Regions from separate parts of the Callithrix jacchus genome. Here region 1 is linked to region 2. The links are chromatin contacts, called in public Hi-C maps. All regions are on one chromosome and are shown on one strand. Each heading gives the region's core, a stretch centred on a gene start, on an enhancer-like site or on the middle of the called end of the contact. The rest is flanking DNA. Distances are from core to core; before and after follow the strand shown. Region 1 overlaps TRAPPC3 (trafficking protein particle complex subunit 3). Region 2 holds the start of ADPRS (ADP-ribosylserine hydrolase).

What was found. Hi-C and Micro-C count contacts between places; a contact is called where the count stands out from the background.
Region 1: a Hi-C map of skeletal muscle shows a contact between it and region 2, with 3 times the contacts expected there. The contact joins the enhancer-like site here to the promoter of ADPRS in region 2. A contact is called at or near these places in 3 of 3 Hi-C or Micro-C datasets (induced pluripotent stem cells and skeletal muscle).

What each region holds. Positions count from the first base shown.
Region 1 is chr7:72,730,788-72,736,516 of calJac240_pri, reverse strand. TRAPPC3 (trafficking protein particle complex subunit 3) reads left to right here. Exons shown (of 3, transcript XM_009000895.4): 2 at 4,906-5,088; 3 at 5,537-5,729. The coding sequence ends at 5,656. Among named protein-coding and RNA genes, the nearest start is that of TRAPPC3, 8.0 kb to the left of the region's middle. Within about 2 kb of position 4,031, at least 2 of the 16 cell types and tissues checked have an H3K27ac peak or open chromatin away from gene starts, as enhancers often do. A contact at or near this core is called in skeletal muscle, where this site is marked.
Region 2 is chr7:72,677,848-72,684,405 of calJac240_pri, reverse strand. ADPRS (ADP-ribosylserine hydrolase) reads right to left here and starts at 3,623. Exons shown (of 6, transcript XM_002750613.6): 1 at 3,396-3,623; 2 at 467-563; 3 at 1-189. The coding sequence starts at 3,606. It overlaps TEKT2 (tektin 2), which reads right to left. Exons shown (of 10, transcript XM_054259138.2): 4 at 6,323-6,528; 5 at 5,654-5,797; 6 at 5,457-5,571; 7 at 5,183-5,290; 8 at 4,912-5,055; 9 at 4,685-4,764; 10 at 4,225-4,529. The coding sequence ends at 4,316.

The DNA of each region.
Region 1 (5,729 bases), core at 2,782-5,281, 52 kb before region 2:
TTGAAATTTCATTGGAATTGCAGAGTAACTTTGAAAGGCAAGTAGCATTGTCATCATTTTACAGATGCTCAACTATAAGGAGGCTGTCGAGTCTCAGTTACTTAACCATCACCTGTAAAATGAGGATGAATAATATTTGTTCTGCTAACCTCTCATGGTTGTTATGACAAACTATTATGAAAATAGATGTGTTGCAGAAGAGATTCGTGTTTCTGGTGGTTGCAGAAATGTGGTGTGTGTCGTGAAGAAAGTGGGCTGGTTGGACTGGCTGACCTTTATGATCCTATGAGAAGTTTTGTTTTAAAGGTCGAAAGGGCTGAAACCCAGGTCTTCAGACTCTGCAACCTCCTGTTACTTCTCTGATTTCCTCTTCTGTTCTCTCTTGCTTACTGTTCTCTAATGCCAAGGGTCTCCTGCTATTTCGCAGGCACACCAGGCATACTTTCGCCTCAGAATCTTTACAATTAGTGCCTAGAATTTTTTCATCCAGGCTTACCAAATATCACTTTAGTGAGGCCTTCCCTGACTACTCTATTAAAATGACCACCTCCACACATTCACACGCATATGTAAATAGCCCCTAATCTGGTTTTGTGCTTTATTTTTCTCCATAGCACCTATCACCATCTGGCAAATCATGTATTTTATTTGGCTGTATTGTCTCTCTCCGTCCTGTTAGATAGCCTGGTACGCAGAAAATGTTGAATAAATGATTTGTTTTTCCTAAACCATAGCCCCACTCCTATTTTATTTGTTTATATTTATTTTTATTTTTTTGAGACAGGGTCTCTTTTACCTTGGTGGGAGTACAGAGGTGCAGTCACAGCTCACTGCAGGCTTGATGTCCCAGGCTCAAGCCATCCTCCCACCTCAGCCTCCCAAGTAGCTGGGACTATAGGCATGTACCACCATGCCTGGCTAATTTTTAAAATTTTTTTGTAAAGTTGGAGTCTCAGTATGTTGCTCAGGCTGGTCTCAAATTCTTGGGCTCAAGTGATCCTCTTGCCTCAGCCTCCCAAAGTTCTGGAATTACCAGCGTGAACTACTGCACCTGGCCCTTACTTCTATTTTTAAAGCATAAAGGCCTTTAAGTTATACATTTATGTCACTCACAGTTCTACAACGGCTTAGTTCGTAATTGAGGATGAAAACAGACTTGCAAATCAGGAGAGGGTATGGAGAGCCTAACTCAGGGATCCCATTCCCAGAGCCCAGTTATATTGATTTTATGACCACCAACAGATCTGTCCAGCACCTTGGTTTTTCTTATTGGTAAATAGGGGGTAGCTGCATGTATAAGGTGCTTGATACTGTCATGATTTGTTTGTTACTTGGCATCATGGTGGGCTGAGGCTTTTGGAGTCTCCATCCAAGGGCTCATTAATAATGAAATGAAAGCTCTCCTGATTTAATGCAGTGGTGCCAATTCCCTGGACTGGTAACTGCTGGATTGTTTCCATCCATTCATACCCAAACCATTCTAATGCCAAGCCCTTGACTTTACTAAAAAAAAAATCCTTCCCTGCCTTAACAGCTTCCCCTTAATTCCCGTATTTGGTAAACAGTCTCTTGGAGACACTGATGTGACTGTTTTAGTTGAGTTCAAAGGGCCTCCTGATCCTGAAACTGATTTTCTTTGACTAGTGCAGCTACGTTTTTGGGTATTTTTTTTATTTGTTTCTATTTTTGTTTTTTTGAGGAGGGCTTATTACAGTTGGGGGGAACAGTGGGTAGGTTGACCATTGACTTGGAAACCTTTGATTTCTTTTCCCCCAAAATTACTTTTTTCCTTTTCCTTTTTCTTTTTTTTAAATGGAGACAGAGTCTCGCTCTATCACCCAGGCAGGAGTGCAGTGGTTCACTGCAACCTCTTCCTCCCGGGTTCAAGCAATTCTCCTACCTCAGCCTCTCGAGTATCTGGGACTACAGGCGCAAGCTCCACGCCCAGCTAATTATTCCTATTTTTAGTTGAGACGAGGTTTCACCGTGGTTGCCCAGGCTGGTCTCGAACTCCTGGGCTCAGGCAGTCCGCCTGCCTCAGCCTTCCGAAGTGCTAGGATTGCAGGCGTGAGCCACCGCATCTGGCTACTTTTTTCAGTAATTAGCTGTTTGTCTTTGGGCACATTCTTTAACCATTCTGGGTCTCAGTTTCCTCATCTCTAAAGTGGGATTAATTCCTGCCTTTCCTAGATTACTGTGTTATCGTGGGATAGAAAATGAGATACAAGTAGAATGCAGTATTTAAGCAAAAGGCATTCAGCTTATTATTATTACAGTGCCCTCATCATCAGGCCATGGGGATGGGGTGAGGAGCATTAGGGTCTGTGAGCCCTGGCTTTTACATTTCTTAGAATTTTTTTCCCCGTTGTCTAGTAAGAAAATTCTTGAATGAAAAGGAAAAAAAAAAATTTCCCCAGAAAACTTGAAGAGAGGAAGGTTCTTTGCTTCAAACCTGACAAGCTTCAGATTGTCAATGGGTGGTTATCAGGATAACCATGGACAATGAAGGAAGGAAGGAAGTCAATGGGTGGTTATCCTGATTTTTCAGCCCTATTTCTGAGTGAATCTGTTGGTCCAGATGTGCTGTTAATATGTTTCTGACTTTAACTCTGATAATGCCTTTCCCCCTGCCTGCTGCTTTCATTCTGTAGTCTTGATACTTGTCATTCATTTCACTTCTTCATCAATTTCTTGATAGATAAGTGACAAGATCCTTATCTCAGAAAGTTTCTGTGATTTTTAACTGCTATTGTAATAGAAACCAGTTGCCTCTGAAGAATCATCTCTTTTTCTGGAAATATTTTAGCTGTGCGTTAAGAACATTATTTTCTCCCAGGCTGGTGACTTTGGAAAGGGGTCATCAGTGCAATGAACTTGGTCTGGGACGTCCTTCCTTCCCCATGGACTGGGCCCCTGGATCCTCTGTTCTTTCTGGGAGGGGCCTTGGGAGTGCAGTTTGCTCCAGGCCAGGACATTCAAAGATATGCAGAAGCTGTTGGTCATTGGTCGCCCTTGCCAGCAACAGAAGCTGGTTTGTAAATGCCTGTTTCAGGTCTTTCACAGTATCTTGTGAATGGCTGTTGCTCCATACCAGATTCTGGTGACCTGACCTGAGGCTTGACAGCTGTGGTGGAGACTCGGGTTGGCAGAAGCCTACCTTGGCGTGTTGGAAGAGTAATTGCTTAGGGCATAAGGTGCCTTCTACAGCCCATTTTGCAGTAGTTCTGGCTACAGCCCTGCCGCTTTGAACTTATGGGCCAAATTTCCTGGCTCCTCCATAGGGGATGATGTTCTTTCCCTCCAGACACAGGTGGAGGGAATCCTGACAGTTGCATGAAGACTGATCCAGACTCTCACCACACTCCCTTTTGTGCTGCTTGGTCCTGACTGCCTTTTGAATCTCTTTTAGAGCTCTGAGCTCTTCACCCTGACCTATGGTGCTCTGGTCACCCAGCTATGCAAGGACTATGAAAATGATGAAGATGTGAATAAACAGCTGGACAAAATGTGAGTGAGCAGCTCCTTTACAGGAGAGACAGAAATGGGCCTCCCAGCACACTGAGTCTGTATTGTCCTTTAGAGCTTAAAACAGGGTTCTCTCTCTTTCTCAGCCAACAGTTTGGGTACATTCCCACTGAACTCACTTATTGGAATGTTTTTGAGATTATCCCCATTTTTCCTTTACCACCAACAACCTTATGTTGAAAAATAAGATATTTAGATTCCATCATAGTCTATTCTCTAATTTCCTCTCCAGGGGCTATAACATTGGAGTTCGACTGATTGAAGATTTCTTGGCACGGTCAAATGTCGGGAGGTGCCATGACTTTCGGGAAACTGCAGATGTCATTGCCAAGGTCATTATTCTGGGCCACCTGTCCATGCTGAAGAATTACTGCTGGGAGGCACGGCTTACCACTCTTTCTGTCTCTCTTAGAGAGGCCCTTACTTTCCCAAAAGACTGGGTTGGCAGCTCTTTGGGCCAAAGGAGCGTTCCAGGTCATTAGGGAATAGCATTTAATCCCCGTGGGCTAAAGCCCCACTGAAATCAAAGCCTGAGCTCTTCCACCGTGAAGGTGTAGCAGAGTAGCATGGGGTAGGGAATACAGACTCAAACCTGGCTCCGATACTTACTTAGTTCTGTGTTTAGGTAAGTTACTTTTAATTTCTTTAATTACCAGTTACCCCGGAGGCAGAAGCAGAGGAATCGCTTGAACCTGGGAGGCGGAGGTTGCAGTAGTGAGCTGAGATTGTGCCACTGCACTCCAGCCTGGTGACAAAGCAAGACTCCGTCTCAAAAAAAAAAAATGACATAGCACCCATAACTTTGTGGTGTCAGTTACCTAAAAATTGGTCTTTCTGTTGTAAGCTTGCTGGTCATACCCAAATCCTAAAGAGGATTGACAGTGGAGAGAGCTTTATGAGAATTTAGAATTAGGAGGGTAGATAGGGTAGGACATTTTTCTCTGCCCAGTAACATGTATTCACTTTCAAGAAGGTGCATTCAGGTAGCACAGTCAGAGGACAGGGAAGTGGGTTAGGGCCTCTCTGCACTCAGGCAGCCACCATGTCAGAAGACGAGTGCTCCCTGAGTGCTCCCTTCCACTGAGAGGTACAGGCAAACAGTGAGTGAGTTGTTGCTTACTTGTATGATGCCTAGGAAAGAAAAAGGTTTCTGGGAAAACAAAACGACAGCCAAAATTGTGTGATGCCATGAAGGGGAGGGCGCAGCATCATGCACAGACCCTTCTCCTTTGTTGCATGAGTATCTAAAGCCTCATCATCTTGTGGAGGCCATGGGTTTTTGCCTGAGCCACTTACTTCCCCTGTTCCAGTTCTGTCACCCTCCCTGTGGTACAGTTACTGCTACTCTTCCCCAAAGTGCTGTTGTGTGTCTCCTGACAGGTGGCGTTCAAGATGTACTTGGGCATCACGCCAAGTATTACTAATTGGAGCCCAGCTGGTGATGAGTTCTCCCTCATTTTGGAAAATAACCCCTTGGTGGACTTTGTGGAACTTCCTGATAACCACTCATCCCTTATTTATTCCAACCTCTTGTGTGGGGTGTTGCGGGGAGCCTTGGAGATGGTGAGTACAGCTCTTTATCTTCTGGGACACCTAAGACGCAATAGGAACTTGATAAGTGTTGAAATGAATGAAAGAGAGAAAACAAAGGCTTTGGCTCACTGCCTGAGATGGTGATGCTGCTGAGGTAGGATCCAAGTCAGACATCTTTACATGCTGATGCTTCTCCCTACCAGCCCGGGACATGGTGTTGTCAGGCCCCAAAGCCCAGGAACATCCATTGTCAGATTGGCTTATTTGGTGACAGTCTCAATCTTGGGTATTCTTTGCTGAGTTTCTCCTTAAGGGTCAGGGCCACTGTCTTCTGTAAGGGAACGTTGGTGCTGTCAATCCTGTCTTTGTGGGAAACGAACCCTACATGCCGTGGATGAGTCAGTTATGCCCCATCCCCACTGGTTCCTTAGAGGCTGTGGTCAGGCAGCTACCCCTTCATTTTCCCACTGTCCCCCAGGTCCAGATGGCTGTGGAGGCCAAGTTTGTCCAGGATACCCTGAAAGGAGACGGTGTGACAGAAATCCGGATGAGGTTCATCAGGCGGATTGAGGACAATCTTCCAGCTGGAGAGGAATAATCATTCCTTGGACTCCAGGATAGCCAGCAGGAACACTGTTGGAATCAGCAGGCCTCTGTGCTTCCTCTGCCCT
Region 2 (6,558 bases), core at 2,374-4,873:
CTGCTATAGGCCAGGGAGATGCCAGCCACCCTCATGGCACCTCCATTGCCATAGGAGCCTTTCCCGTTAAACTGGGCCCGGGCAGGCTCAAAGACATCGCGACATTTGGGGTTCAGGAGCTTTTTGAAGACAGTGACTACTCCAGCACCATAGCCCCGGTCAGGGTCCTTCTTGTACTCCTGAGCAAATCTAGCGAAAAGAAGGGGAGACAGAATTGGGATTTACAAGACACCTCTAAGGGTTGGGAGACAAGAAATTGAGACTGGTTTGGAAAAAGAGGAAGCCTTAGGGGCTTAAGGAGCCTGCACCAGCAGTGCTGCTGTTTTAGCTTAGGAAGCTGTGCCAGCCAGACACAGGCTCCTGTGGAGGGTGGGGGCATGGGCATGCACAGATGTCATTCCTCTGGCCAAGGGGTGCAATAACTTTGCCCACCTGGTTTGCCTAAGCCCAGGACCATCCCCCTCACCTGTGAGCCATGTCCACCTCGTCAAAGGCCTCCTTGGCTAGCAGGGACTGCACCAGGGCTCTGGCCATGGCTGTGTCATCTGTGTAGTACAAGGCTTCTGTGGGGCAGAGGAGGGAGGATAAGAGCCTCCTGCTCACCTTTTATTTGTCTTTTGTGTGTGTGTGTGTGTGTGTGTGTGAGAGAGAGAGAGAGACAGACAGACAGACAGACAGTCTTACTCTGTTGCCCAGGCTGGAGTGCACTGGTGCAATCATGGCTCACTGCAGTCTTGAACTCCTGGGCTCAAGCCATCCTCCTACCTCAGCCTCTCAAGTAGCTGGGACTACAGGCATACATCCTCATATCCAGCTAATCTTACTTCTTGTAGAGACAGGGTCTCACTCTGTTGACCAGATTGGTCTCGAATTCCTGGGCTCAAGCAATCTTCCTGCCTTGGCCTCCCAAAGAGCTGGGATTACAGGCATGAGCCACTGTGCCTGGCCCTGCTCACTGTTTATTTTAGTTTATATCTTATTATTTTATTTAATTACTTTTTTGAAACAGGGTCTTGTCCTGTTGCCTAGGCTGCAGTGCAGTGGTACGACCATGGCTCACTGCAGTCTCAACCTCCCAGGCTCAAAGATCCTGCTGCCCCAGCCTCCCGAGTAGCTGGGACTACAGATGCATACCACTATACCCAGCTTTTTTTTTTTGTAAAGACAGAGTTTCATCCTATTGCTAGGTGGGTTTCATCCTATTGCCAGGCTGGTCTCAAACTCTTGGACTCAAGTGGCCTCTCCCAAATCACTGGGATTACAATTGTGATGCACTGTGCCCAGCCCCTGCTCAAGTTTTAGAGTTACCACATCTAAAATGACCTTAAGTCAGCTTCTCATTCCCACTTTCCTGGGCCCTGGGAAGCCTTAGGATCTCAGCTTTGAGATTTTCGGTAATTCTTTATTCCAAATCAGTCACCACATCCTGCTGCTTTCTATTTTATGTATGTATGTATGTATTAGCCCACATCATGCTTTGATCTGCTGATTTCTGAAGGAAAACTTCCATCCCCTTCTGGCTGCCATCCTTGCAGCTGTCTTTTTGTTTTTGTTTTTCTTTTCTTCTTTCATTTTTTTTTTTGAGATGGAGTCACGCTCTGTAGCCCAGGCTGGAGTGCAGTGGCACAATCTCAGCTCACTGCAACCTCTGCCTCCCGGGATCAAGTGATTCTCCTGCCTCAGCCTTCTAAGTAGCTATGATTACAGGTGTGCGCCACCACAGGTGTGCGCCACCACACGTGGCTAATTTTTGTATTTATAGTAGAGATGGGTTTCACCATGTTGGTCAGGCTGGTCTCAAGCTCCTGACCTTGTGATCAGCCTGCGCTGTCCTCCCAAAGTGGTGGGATTACAGGCATGAGCCACCCCACCCGGCCTGCTTTTCTTTTTTGTTGACAGGATCTTGCCATGTTGCCCAGGCCAGTCTCAAACTCCTGGGTGATCAGTCTCCCAGTAGCTGGGATTACAGGTGTATGCCACCATACCCAGCTTGAAAATGACAGTTTCTAGATCCAGATCTCCTCCTACTTCATGTCTCTGTAGCACATCACCAGTGATCAGTGTCTTCATCTTGAAAATCTTTTCCTAGGTTTCGTTGATATCCATGCCCTTCTCCACCTATCAAACTGTTTCCTTCCCTTGCCCCCTTCCCTCCCTCACTACTTCCCTCTTAATTACAGGTGTTCTCCAGGGTTCTGACTATGGCCCGTTTTTCTTACTATTCTACCTGCTCTCCAAGAAGATTCACCTCCTCTGCTTGACCTCACACCTGCTACCTGAGTCGGGATCTGAGTGATGAGCTGACAGCACACGGGAAGGAAAAGGGAAGGGAAGTTAGTTTTACAGGTAAGACAGCATATGCAAACGCCTGGCCTAGAGGAAGCATGGTGTGAGGAACCCAAGAACAGAAAGCAAGGCCAAGGTTGGTGGAAGATGAAACTGCAGACGTCCGGGAGGGCCAGGCCACTTCGGACACATTAAGAAATGTGGTTCTGGGCCAGGCGCCGTGGCTCACGCCTATAATCCCAGCACTTTGGGAGGCCGAGGCGGGTGGATCACGAGCTCAAGAGATCGAGACCATCCTGGTCAACAAGGTGAAACCCCGTCTCTACTAAAAATACAAAAATTAGCTGGGCATGGTGGTGCGCGCCTGTAGTCCCAGCTACTTGGGAGGCTGAGGCAGGAGAATTGCTGGAACCCAGAAGGCGGAGGTCGCGGTGAGCCGAGATCGTGCCATTGCACTCCAGTCTGGGTAACAACTGCGAAACTCCGTCTCAAAAAAATAAAATAAAATAAAAAATGTGGCTCTGTACTAAGGGTAATGGGAAATCACATCAGGGTTTCAGGCGGGGAAGGATGAGATTAGAGTCCGTCTTCCAGAGGACGCCCTGCGTGGTGGAAAACCTGCTGATTTACACTCTCCAGAGAACCAGGAAAAACAGGTTAAGTAGGCAAGGGCGACAGACGGTACCCGGCTTAGGATGGTTCAACTTAAGTTTTTTTCGGCTTTCCGATAATGCTAATACGCATTCAGTAGGCTCCTCGGGTATTTTCAGCTTACGATGGGCTTATCCGGAGGCGACCCCAGAAGACCCATAGGAGCCTCTATACACCCGACCAGGCGCAACCCGAGACAGCATCGCCCAGGCCTCCGCCCAGCACTGTTGCGGCCCCGGTGCTGCCACGCCCGAGCAGGGGATGTTCGGGGCGAGACGCCTAAGGCCGGAGATCGCGCTAGCACTCGCTGAGGCCAAGCTGTTGTGGGTCACCCGGCCCTGACCCCGGCGCCCTCGGCAGCCATCCCCCCCGCACCCCTGACCAGTAGTCCCCGGAGGCTCCGTGCCCCTCTGGCCTCCCCCCAGCACGGCCTCCGACTTGCGCCTGGCCCCGCCCACCTGTCCGCTGGCTCCCGGGCGTGTCAGGGTCCGGTTCCAGGTTCTGGACGTGACGCAGGACTGACGTCAGGTCGACGGTGTCGTGGGCCTCGTAGAAGGAGCCCACGCAGTCCCCGAGCAGCGCGCCAGCCAGGCAGCCTCGGAAGCGCGAGAGGGAGCGGGCCGCACCAGCCCCTCTGCCGCCCGCCGCCGCCATCACCGCCGCCGCCATCCGCGCGCCGGACACTCGCCACTTCCGGTGCCACCCGCGCGGCTTCCCTACTTCTGGCCCGCTGCGCTCCCTGGGGCCTGGAGTCTCCGCTCCGCCGTCCGGCTTACAGCGCCACCCAGCGGCCCGGAGTCGCGGCGCCGCGCGGCTCCCGCCAGCCTGTGCTTTCAGTCCCCAGTTCTTTCCGCTCCTCATCACTGGGCCAACTGGGCGGGAAGGCCACTATGGGTCCCTGGGGGATGGGCACTGAGCCAGACCACTGGACCACTCCAGGCCACTGTCTCCCGCAGGCGAATACTCCTAACTCCGCACTCGCAGGCGGTCCTCCACACCGAAGCTGGGACCCCAAGCCCTCCCTTTCCTTCTGTGAGCCTCACTTACGCATGAAGAGGGCGGGCAAGGGGCCAGCTGGGGCACAGCAACGTAGAGACGGCGCTGCTGGAGCCCAGGAGTGCTGGCCTAGCCCAGAGAGGGGTTCCCTGAGGGGAGGGGAAGGAACTGGATTTGGTGCATGGACTTCAGGGGAATGGTGTTCCCCATCTTTGCTCCTCCTTAGACAGAAGGGTGGCCAAGAACCCTCTTCCTGCTGGCTACACACAGTGGGGCAGAGAACAGACGGCCTGAGATCCTCCGCATTTATTCCATTCATTCCCTCCTCCCTGCTTCCGTTGCCCACCCTACCCTCCTGCCTTCCTCCCGCAGCCCTGCAGGGCTAGGCCAGCTCCAGCTGGCAGCTTTTGAGTGGACTCAGGGTTCTATTTGTGGTACGTGTGAAGGTGTCCACCTCAGGCACAAACTTCTCAGCAGGCACGGTCAGCTTGCGCCGCGTGTCCATGCACTTGGTGTCCAGCAGCATGGAGTTGGCCTTGCAGGTGATGTCAGCTTGCAGCCGGGCCAGGTGCTTGTACAGTGCGTCCAGTGCATCCCTAGGGAGGGGCGTTGACAACCCCCCAGCCCCCTTGAGGCTGGGAGGCCTGGGCTGCGTGCACAGCCTTCAGTCAAGAGGACAGCCGCAGGGAGCCAGCAGAGGCTGCACTGATGGGCAGGGCCTCACTGCCCCCCCACCACTCTCCAGACCTACTGTGCTTGCGCCAGCTTCTGCTTCAGGGCCGCAATGGTTGCCTGTAGCTGGTGAACCTCATCGGTGAGGCCATACTGTGCCTGGAGGCCGCAGAAGGGTTGGGAGTTCCAGGTCAGCCACACTGTCCTTATCTGAGTGCTGCCCCGTGACAGCAGTGCCCTTGCTCCATCAGGAACATGAGAAAACCTTGGCCAGGGGGCCCATGCCCCACTGGGATGCCCTCTCACCTGGTCCCGGCAGAGTTCCACATTGGGCCGGTAGGTTCTGGCCTCTAGCCGGGTATGGGACAGCTTCAGGCTCAGGAACTTTCTGCGCAGATCCTCCTCCAGGTGCCGGATGTCCTCCTGCAGCTCAGCGATCTCCTCCAAGGTCTGCAGGGACAGAGTGACAGGTCTCCACCAGCTGGACTCGCCATGTGCGGCTGGTCCAGGGCCTCCTGGCGGGGGCAGGTGGCTCGTCATCCCATGGCTGGACATCCAGGCCCCAATACAAGCTCACATTCTTCTCTTGCCACTTGAGCTCACTGTACACTTTCTCCATCTCCCGCAGCCGCTTCCTGAAGGCAAATTCCATTGCAACTCTCTGGGCTTCAAGCTCGTTGTTGGTCTGAAGGAGAAAACATAAACAGGGCAAGGCAAGGGTCTATACTCACGGCCAACTGAGGATATTACTCAGGCGAGGGTATGGGGGCCACGTGCACAGCAGGGAACAGAATTTATGGGCTGAGCGCACACTGGGGCCATCCATGAACCATGGGTGGGTGGCCCATCACCTCAGCAATAGTTAGGGCAATGGCCTCCCTCAGCTCCCTAGCTGCTTTCATCTCAGCCTCTGCTCGGTCCTTGTTGAACTGACTGAAGTTATCCCACTGCTGGAGTGTGGTGGAGCTGCGGGCAGCAGGGAAATGGGGGTCAGGAGGGTGTGGCCTGGGAGGGGAGGAGGGGAGACTGGCTGAGACATTCTTCTTACCCATCAGGGACACGTGTGGGGTTGACCTTCAGAGAGATGTTTGGGGACTTGAGGTTAAGAGAGAGACAGCCTCTGTCAATCTCCAGTGTCTCCATTTTGCCCCGATGGTCAGAGTGGAGCTGCTGTCGGACTTCCTGCAGGAGGCTGGGGAAAGCGCAGAATCCATCAGGAACCATCTCCCAAGGCCCAGAGGCAGGCCTGGCTGTGCTAAGGAACACCGCAGGAAGAGGAGGCTGGGGTGACCCTTCCCAGTAGAAGATAATGGAGCTGCAGCCAATGAGACCAAGAGCAGCATAGCTGGATGAAACTGCTGACCTCCCCCACATGCCCTACACACCTGCAGGCACACGCACGTAGCTGCGCTCACAAAAGCTCATACGCACACACTCACAGGAGCTACTCAGAGGTGGTGGCAAATGGGTGTCACCTCTCATGCTTCCAGTCAGCGGATACCGGCTGCCCCGGGCGGGGTCATGAGAAGTATTTTGAGCCAATGTCCAGGCAGTGGGAAAAGTGCTACAGTCGATTAGTATCTTCTGCCACAGGCACCAGAGGGCCAAAATGTAGCATGAAAGCGGGTTGCTCCTCATCTACAATACCTGCGTTCCACACCGAAGGCACACAGCCTCAAGGGCCCGTGAGCATGCCAGCGACCTGCCTCTCCCTTACCAGAGCTGCTCGAAGGCCTGGCTGATCCTCTGTTGCAAGGCCTTCTTGGTGGCCTCAATGACCTCCACCTCTTTATGCAGCTCATCCTCCACAGGGTCCTTCACCACATCAATGTCTCGCCGGCTTTCCCGAAGGGTCAGGCACTCGATGGCCACATCCAGAGGCAGGTTCTTGGCCTGCAGGTTTTGCTCTGCTGACTCCTTCATCTAGAAAAGAGGGTGTGGCCCGGCATGGTG